Linked DNA regions of Gasterosteus aculeatus: region 2 is linked to region 1. A link is a contact called in public Hi-C data. All regions are on one chromosome and are shown on one strand. Each heading gives the region's core, a stretch centred on a gene start, on an enhancer-like site or on the middle of the called end of the contact. The rest is flanking DNA. Distances are from core to core; before and after follow the strand shown.

Region 1 (3,643 bases), core at 943-3,442:
GAGTCGCTGCGTCCTTTTGTCTGCACATTCTGTCTCGTGTCGTGTGAATCTTTCACACTTCGAGGTCACAACTCTGTTGTTTTGATCAAATAAAGCATTTGTGATTCTAATTGTCCCACGCTGCTCCCCAGCTCTGTCTTTCATGGCCCTCTGCTGGAGCGTTTCAAACATGGGAGTCACTTCCTCCCCCGCTGTGTGCGAGTGTGTGTGTGTGTGTGTGTGTGTGTGTGTGTGTCTAGAGCGAAATCCTTCCTCCCCGTTGTGATGCTTGACCTTGGCTGATTCAAATCAGCAAAACATTCAGAACCGCAGGTGCAGCTACAATGGGCTTTTCTGTGTGTGTGTGTGTGTGATTGACATTGGATCTCTTTCATTTCGACGCTTTGCAAAAGCACATTTGGACGCAAACTCTTCTACTTTCACACCAGACGAGAGAGCACGTCCAGCGATCTGCTCCTCGGTGGAATGAACTGGTAATCGACGGTTTCCTTCCCCTCAGGGCTGGCTCTGTGAGCTGCTGCGCTGGAAGGAGGATCCGTCTCCGGAGAACCGCACGCTGTGGGAGAACCTCTCCATGATCCGCCGCTTCCTCAGCCTCTGCCAGGCCGAGCGCGACGCCATCTACGAGCAGGAGAGCAGCGCCGGGCAGCAGCACCACAGCGAGCGCCCGACGCACCTGATGCACATCTCCGCCGAGCTGCCGCAGGTGAGCGCGGCAAAGTGTGTGTGTGTGTGTGCGCGCCCGCCGTGCCATCGGGCAAGGCACCATACCCTCGACTAGGTCATGGGTTTATGCCAGGCAACCATAAGAAGCTTATAAGCAAGAATCAAGGATGTAAGGTAGCTTAAGTCCCGCCCTACATTTCCTACATTTCATTATTTCAGTTTTGCTTATTTAAGAATTTGAATTAAACACTTTTTATGAACTTCGTAGAAACACAATCACAACAATCAGAACTTCCAACCTTTCAGCGATTTTCAAAGATTCACCTGATCTTGTTTAGCAGCTGCTTTACAAAAAAGCAGAGGACCTCAATTAACCGTCAAAGTAATAAAGTACAATAAAACTTGTGTTAAAAGTCTGAGCCACAGCGTTATTCGGTTACTGGGGGACATGGCCAGCGTTCCACAAAGGGGCCCATTTACTGGATATAAATAAAGTAATAGGATTTATTTTACAAATCAGTTTCTGCAGCGCAAATGGTATGAGGGAATTCCTTTCTCGCATAGTTTGCATGCAAACCGAAGATTGATAAAATAGGATTATTTCTGATTTAACGGTCCAGTTTTACACTGTCCACGAGAGACTCGTGTTCAAACATTTCGTGCCTCTCCTTCACCAACGCGGCGCATTATGCAAAATCAGCTCCCGTATGCTGAACAAGGACTACGGTGGCTCGGTTTATTGCGACAGTAAAAAAAATCACATCTTTGGGTGCGTTTGAGCAGCTGGCAAACAGAGTCCCTGCAAAGTGCTGTTTTGCACCCTTCATTACCGAAACGGCGTTTCCACGGCGAGCCTGTCGAGTCAGAAAGGAAAATAAAAAAAAAAGGAGCACCCATTTCGCGGGGGGTCAATGGGGACCACGAGTTGCCCACTCGCTCCCTCTCCAGCCACACAATGAGGCATTTTACGAGTAGTGTGTCATGTGTTTACACCAACGGGAGTCGGCCATCGATAGCATTCTCACACTGCGGCCAATCGGACGCGCCATCGCCGCCTGAATTGTGCGCCGGCATCTTGTTTACCACTCAGGAGCCTGATAAGCAGCCCGGCCTATAATAAAGAGGCCAGTTTCCCACTGAGTGTGTGTGTGTGTGTGTGTCGCCTCCCCAACAATGAGAGACACAATCTCCCACCACCACCACCTAAAAAAAGGGGGGGAGAAATCCTATCTGCGGAACAGATGCATTGAATGGGACATTACATGGAAAGTTCCTTCAACCAAGTGCCTGTTCTACACACAGTGGGGCACATTTTTCCTCACAACTCAATTGATTTTAATGAAAGGCCTTATTAAGGCGCCGATAAGTGTTCCCTGATAACCCCCCCCCCCCTCCCCCCTCTCCTTTCTCTTCCCCGCAGGCTCAGCAGCAGCAGCAGCACCATCAGCAGCAGTCCTCCCTGTCCCTGCAGCACCCCTCCCAACCCCTTTTGTCCCAGCAGCCCTTGCAGCAGCTGCAGTCCTGCACGGGCCCCCGCCTGCCGCCCCGACAGCCCTCCACCGCCTCCCCGGCGGAGATGGAGGAGGAGGGCAGCCGCCTAGGGAGCATCAAGGCCCGCACCTGCGGAGGGAAGATCTCCCTGGAGGCCCTGGGCATCCTGCAGAGCTTCATCCAGGACGTGGGCCTGTACCCGGACGAGGAGGCCATCCACACCCTGTCGGCACAGCTGGACCTGCCCAAGCTCACCATCATCAAGTTCTTCCAGAACCAGCGCTTCTACGTCAATCACCCGGCCAAGGCGCCCAAGGAGCCCAGCGGCGGCAACAGCAACAACAACAACAACAACAACAACAGCAGCAGCAGCACCACCAGCAGCAGCAGCAGCAGCCCGGCCTTCGAGGAGGAGCTGACGGACTTCAGGGAGAGCGGAGAGCTGCTGAAGGAGCTGGACGACAGCACGCAGACCAACAGCACCATCTTCTCCATCAAGATCGAGGAGCAGCTGGCCCGAGGCGCCGAGGCCCAGTCAGAGCACGAGGCCAAGGAGTAGGACGCACCCACATACACGCCCCCCCCGTCTGAACATGTACTGAGAGCTCCTGTTGTGCGCACACACACACACACACACACACACAGACTGCTGTGCTAAATGGAAACGCTCCGGCCGACATAGAACCGCCGCACTGCAAATAAAGAAAAGTGGTGTTTTTAATCAGCGTCTGGACTATATGAGGAGTGATTATATATATATATCTCTATATATATATATATTACTGTCAGACTCTGAAGTGTTGACCACACTGGAAAGCCCATTTCAGACAAGTACTACTTTTTCGATTTTGTAAAACTTGTATTATTCACTGTAAAGACTGATGCATCTCTTAAATAATCTGCACACAAAAAATGATTCTAATTACGTTGCCGTGGATATTTGCTGACTGCACTCTGTCTGTTGTTTTACACTGACTTACTTTAACTTTTTGAGCTACTGACTATATTTAAGTAAAAAAGAAGAAAAAAAAAGTCTCTCTGGAGTTTGCTAGGACTTTGATTGGTGTTTACGTATGTGATGTTCAACTGGATTAAAAAAAACAAAATCATTAATGAAATCAAGGACCAAGTGGTTGACAAGGCCTTAATTATGAGGCGTCGAGTCCGGAGCCTGCAGGCAGATTAGTTATTCTTTTAAAAAGCTCATAATGTGATTATGGAACGCCATCACCTGGCGCAGGTGACTCCCTGAGAATAGCTCAGTCTTTACATATTATTTGTTCGGGAGGAAATATAAATATATATATATAAAGACATTATATTGTAACTGTTAAAAAAAAAAAAAAAAAAAGATACAGTCTTAAAGAAACTATGCCAACAAATGCCTTGTACTATACGGCACTGCCGAAGTTAGATTATTTTGCAAAACCTTTGTCACTGTAACTCTGAATTGCCACAGTTAGAAATGTGAATTTCACCATGTTTA
Region 2 (3,869 bases), core at 569-3,068, 46 kb before region 1:
AGATGCTTCATAATGAAACTTTTGTGGAGTCCCAAAACCACAACAATTAAACTTTTCTGAGAAGTATTTGTACATCAGCTTACAATAAGGGCCCCGGTCCTTCTGTGTCTTCTCCCACAATCTGAAGGGTTTTTCATTCGCTGTTTTGTCTCTGCTTCTTTCACACACAGTCACACACACTGATTCTATTTTCAATGGGATGTGTAAATTAAGTGTAAATGTAAATGGATCAGTGTGTTACTTGTGCTAAACCCGGCTGGAGAAACACAATCACATTGTAAGTAAACATCTGCATTACCTGTGGGCTCCTGCACACCTGCTAGAGCACAGCAGTTAGCCTGCGTGCAGATGCAAACTGTCAATCACTTACACACACACACACACACACACTCACATACATGTTGCACGCGCACAAACAAAGGAAAGACAAATGAGCACAGAAATGTGGCAAATGCTAAAAGAACACACGCATGACACAAATTCAAAATGTGCATTTAAACCACACACACACACGCGGTTTAGGCTCACACATACAGCAACGCGTCAACACATGTGTACGAGCTGCTCACACATGTTTCACACACACATAATCAAATCCATCAGACCGAGTGAGAGAGAAATACTTGTTCATGCATTGAGCTATTTCTTCTGATTTGTTGGTGTACGACAGACAAATAGATATGTCCCTCATTAGCAGTTATATATTCTACATTGAGAACATTATTTTAACGTACCTCTCTCTGGAATGTCATCAAACGTCAGACTTTTATCAAGGGAAAACATGGGCGACTTCTGCACTCTGCACGTAGCAGTCAGTAAAGTTACAGCTGCAAATCAATGGAAATAGCTCAAATGCATTTAGACACTGTGAGGGCGAAAATAAAAGCCCGTTTTTCTCTATTTCCGTTATCTGTCACTGTCCTCCGTGCCTCGCTGATTCTGCTTCAGGCGGTGTTCTTAAAAGATCTCCAAAAAAAATAAAATATTCTGCTTTGCGTGTATTTTTTTAAATACAAATTTGCATTCCTAAAGCGTGCAGTTTTTTTTTTTGTTGCAGGGGTGTCAGGCCCGCAGTCGGGTTCTTAAATGTGACAGAGGTTCCACGCTCGCGCATGTGTGTGTGTGTGTGTGTGTGACGGTCGCAGTTAAACTAAGTTGCAACAGTAAGTAAAACAGCAAAGGCGTGGATGAAATGAAACTGAGTATGTTTCAATAACGACGCATTAAAAATGTAAGTCACAATTATTTTTATTCCGCGCTAAAGAAACCGTGCATCTGCACCGCCACCTTTCCCTCTTAATCGTTCAAAACGGAATTATTCTTGAAAACGTCCGTTTTATTCGGGCTAAACGGTGCGCGCGGAGTGTGCGATGTACAGCGCGCGCGCGCGACCGGGATGCACGCGCATGTCCCGCTCAGGTGTGCGCGGGGGGGGGGGGGGGGGCTTAAAACAACAGACTTTTGACTCTTCGCCATCACCCCTCCAGCTCCTTCTTCTCCTTCTCCTTCTTCTTGACATGCAAACATGTGGCGTGTAAATATGAAAATAAATGAGTGCGAGAGCTCTCCTGGCACTGACCCCCTCCCTCACTCCCCCCCCCCCCCTCTCTCTCTCTCTCCCTCGGTGTCCCCGGAGAGCAGCGCGTCGGAGAGGAGCGGCTGTATAAAAAAAAGAAGAAGAAGAAGAAGAAGAAGCAAAAGAAAAAAAGCAAAGTGGGGCAATGAGACAAGCTGCGCCACAGCTGGCAAATCATCGATTCGCGCATCAGAAACGGGGAGGGGCGGTTCGTTTACCTGCCGCCCCCTCCTCTCCGCCCGGCTCACATGCCGCCGCGCTCTCCTCTCCGACGCGCTACTTCACCTCCGCCGCCCGCAGCGCACGGTTGCTCGCATTTACTGCGCTCCATCCGCCGTGTGCGCATCTCTCTCTCCCTCTCTCTCTCTCTCGCTCTTTCACACTCTCTCACCCTCCCTCCTCTTCCTCCGCCCCCCTCCTCCCCCCCAAACTTCAACCTCAGCTCGTGCGGTTTCTACGAGACGACTCTCTCTCTCTCTCTCCCGCTCGCTCGCGCGCTCTCTCTTTCTGTTCCTCCCCTTCCTCACCCAAACTCTTCATCCACGGGACTTTTGACTTTTATATTTTTTAAAAAGGCCCCAAAAACTGTGTTTCCTCCCACAGAGCAGTTGTCTATTTTTTTCCCTTCTTTTTGGGGGGGATCTGTCGTCGCGGAGCGGAGTCAAGAGGTCGCTCAACTTTTGATGGAAAACAAGAGGTCGGCCGACTGCTGACTTTAAAGGTACGAGCCGTCTCTTCTCTCTCACCTTGTAGGTGACCCGGCAGCGGAAAACAGACCGCATCTCGTCGGAATTAGACAAACAAAATGAAAGCAATTTGCAGAGCTGTCTTCCGAAATCACTTAAAACCCACGCGGACCAAAAGTGGCTGCTAGGATTTAATATTTATACACCGGCTATGAATGCCGTGCTTAATGGTAAATACAAACGCACGCATCTAGAACTTTCTTTTTTGCCATCTAATTTTAAACGTGCAGAAACAGGCCGGACGGAGCAAAGCACTCGTGATTTTCGCGGGGTTAAGTACATCCATCTCCACTAATTCGTTTAACAACTTATCCCGCGCGCACCGGGGGGGCGATACGTGACGCTGCCCGCGCCGGACTGTTATTTATCCCTCCGATTATTCTGGCATCTTGTTAGTTAGGACATTTAAAAAAAATAAATCTTTATTTATATATATATATATTTTTTAACTCATTAGAATTAAGTGTGTGTTGAAAGCTGAACTGCCCATCTTCTTTTACTACTTTTTAATTAGGCAATTACATCATTTATTCACGTGTCAGGCTGCTTCAACACTTTTACTGCGTCAGCAGGAAGGACTTTGTGGAACTCTTTTAAAAAAACAAAGCGTTACCGTAAAAAAAGGACATAATAATAGAGTTTAAAGACAGGGCAACAGGGAAGCAAAGAGTTAAAGAATGTATTTATTTTCTCTCTGCTTGACTTGGTGTGAGGCAGTCAGATGGACGTGATGATACACAGTAGGCACAGTAATACCGGCTGGTCTATCTTGTGGCTTTTGTCACAGTGCTGATAAAGTAATTTCAGGTACAACTAGACGTGTGCGTGTGTGTGAGAGATAGAGAGCAGTTATGAGAATATCTGTTGCCATCTAAAAACTGCGTGGGCACTGATGTTCTGTGGTTTGCAGGTTTCTAAAGGCTTCACTTTCTGCTCCTTTAGAAAATAGCTGACATTTCACCCACCAGCATGGCCAGTAACTCTGGATTTATATATATATATTTTTTTTTTTGTGTACACACACATTTATGTATATACCAGAGTTTGTATTGTAGATTTTGCATCTTTTTGGAAGATTGTCTTTGCAAATGTTGCCTCGGTGCTTTTATAAAAAAAGGACAGGAAAATCCCAAATACAATCCGAAGCATTAAATCAAACACTCGATCATAATCATGCGGTGTCATCTGGTTGTGCTGCTCGCGTTCCATCTCGGGGTCAATCGTGGCACCTCAGCATTGATGGAGGGGAGGGGGGTTAAATGAAAGCAGGTAACGGCCCAATGAGCCCCGCGTCTTCTCCTGTTAATCCCCGGAGGTCGGCGGCGGTCCGACGACCTGTGGCCAATCGGCTCAGCGCCTCTGACAGCGAGGACACACGGCCCCTTTTTCTGTCTCCGTCTCACTTCTTGCAAAAGTCCTCAGACGAAGACCAGAGCGTCAACGGAACTTCTCGGTTTTACTCCCCGGCTCTGAGTCCTCATTAGAATTTTTTTTTAAATCACTAATAATAATAATACAAATTGGCAAAAAAAACTGTCTCTTTCACC

Evidence for each region. A called contact is a pair of places that touch in the nucleus more often than the background predicts.
Region 2: a Hi-C map of skeletal muscle shows a contact between it and region 1, with 2.1 times the contacts expected there. The contact joins the promoter of satb1b here to the enhancer-like site in region 1. A contact is called at or near these places in 2 of 6 Hi-C or Micro-C datasets (both in skeletal muscle).

What each region holds. Positions count from the first base shown.
Region 1 is chr20:4,836,945-4,840,587 of fGasAcu3.hap1.1, reverse strand. satb1b (SATB homeobox 1b) reads left to right here. Exons shown (of 13, transcript XM_078094605.1): 12 at 500-706; 13 at 2,087-3,643. The coding sequence ends at 2,716. Among protein-coding and RNA genes, the nearest start is that of satb1b, 46 kb to the left of the region's middle. Within about 2 kb of position 2,192, at least 1 of the 9 cell types and tissues checked has open chromatin away from gene starts, as enhancers often do.
Region 2 is chr20:4,882,534-4,886,402 of fGasAcu3.hap1.1, reverse strand. satb1b (SATB homeobox 1b) reads left to right here and starts at 1,818. Exons shown (of 13, transcript XM_078094605.1): 1 at 1,818-2,297.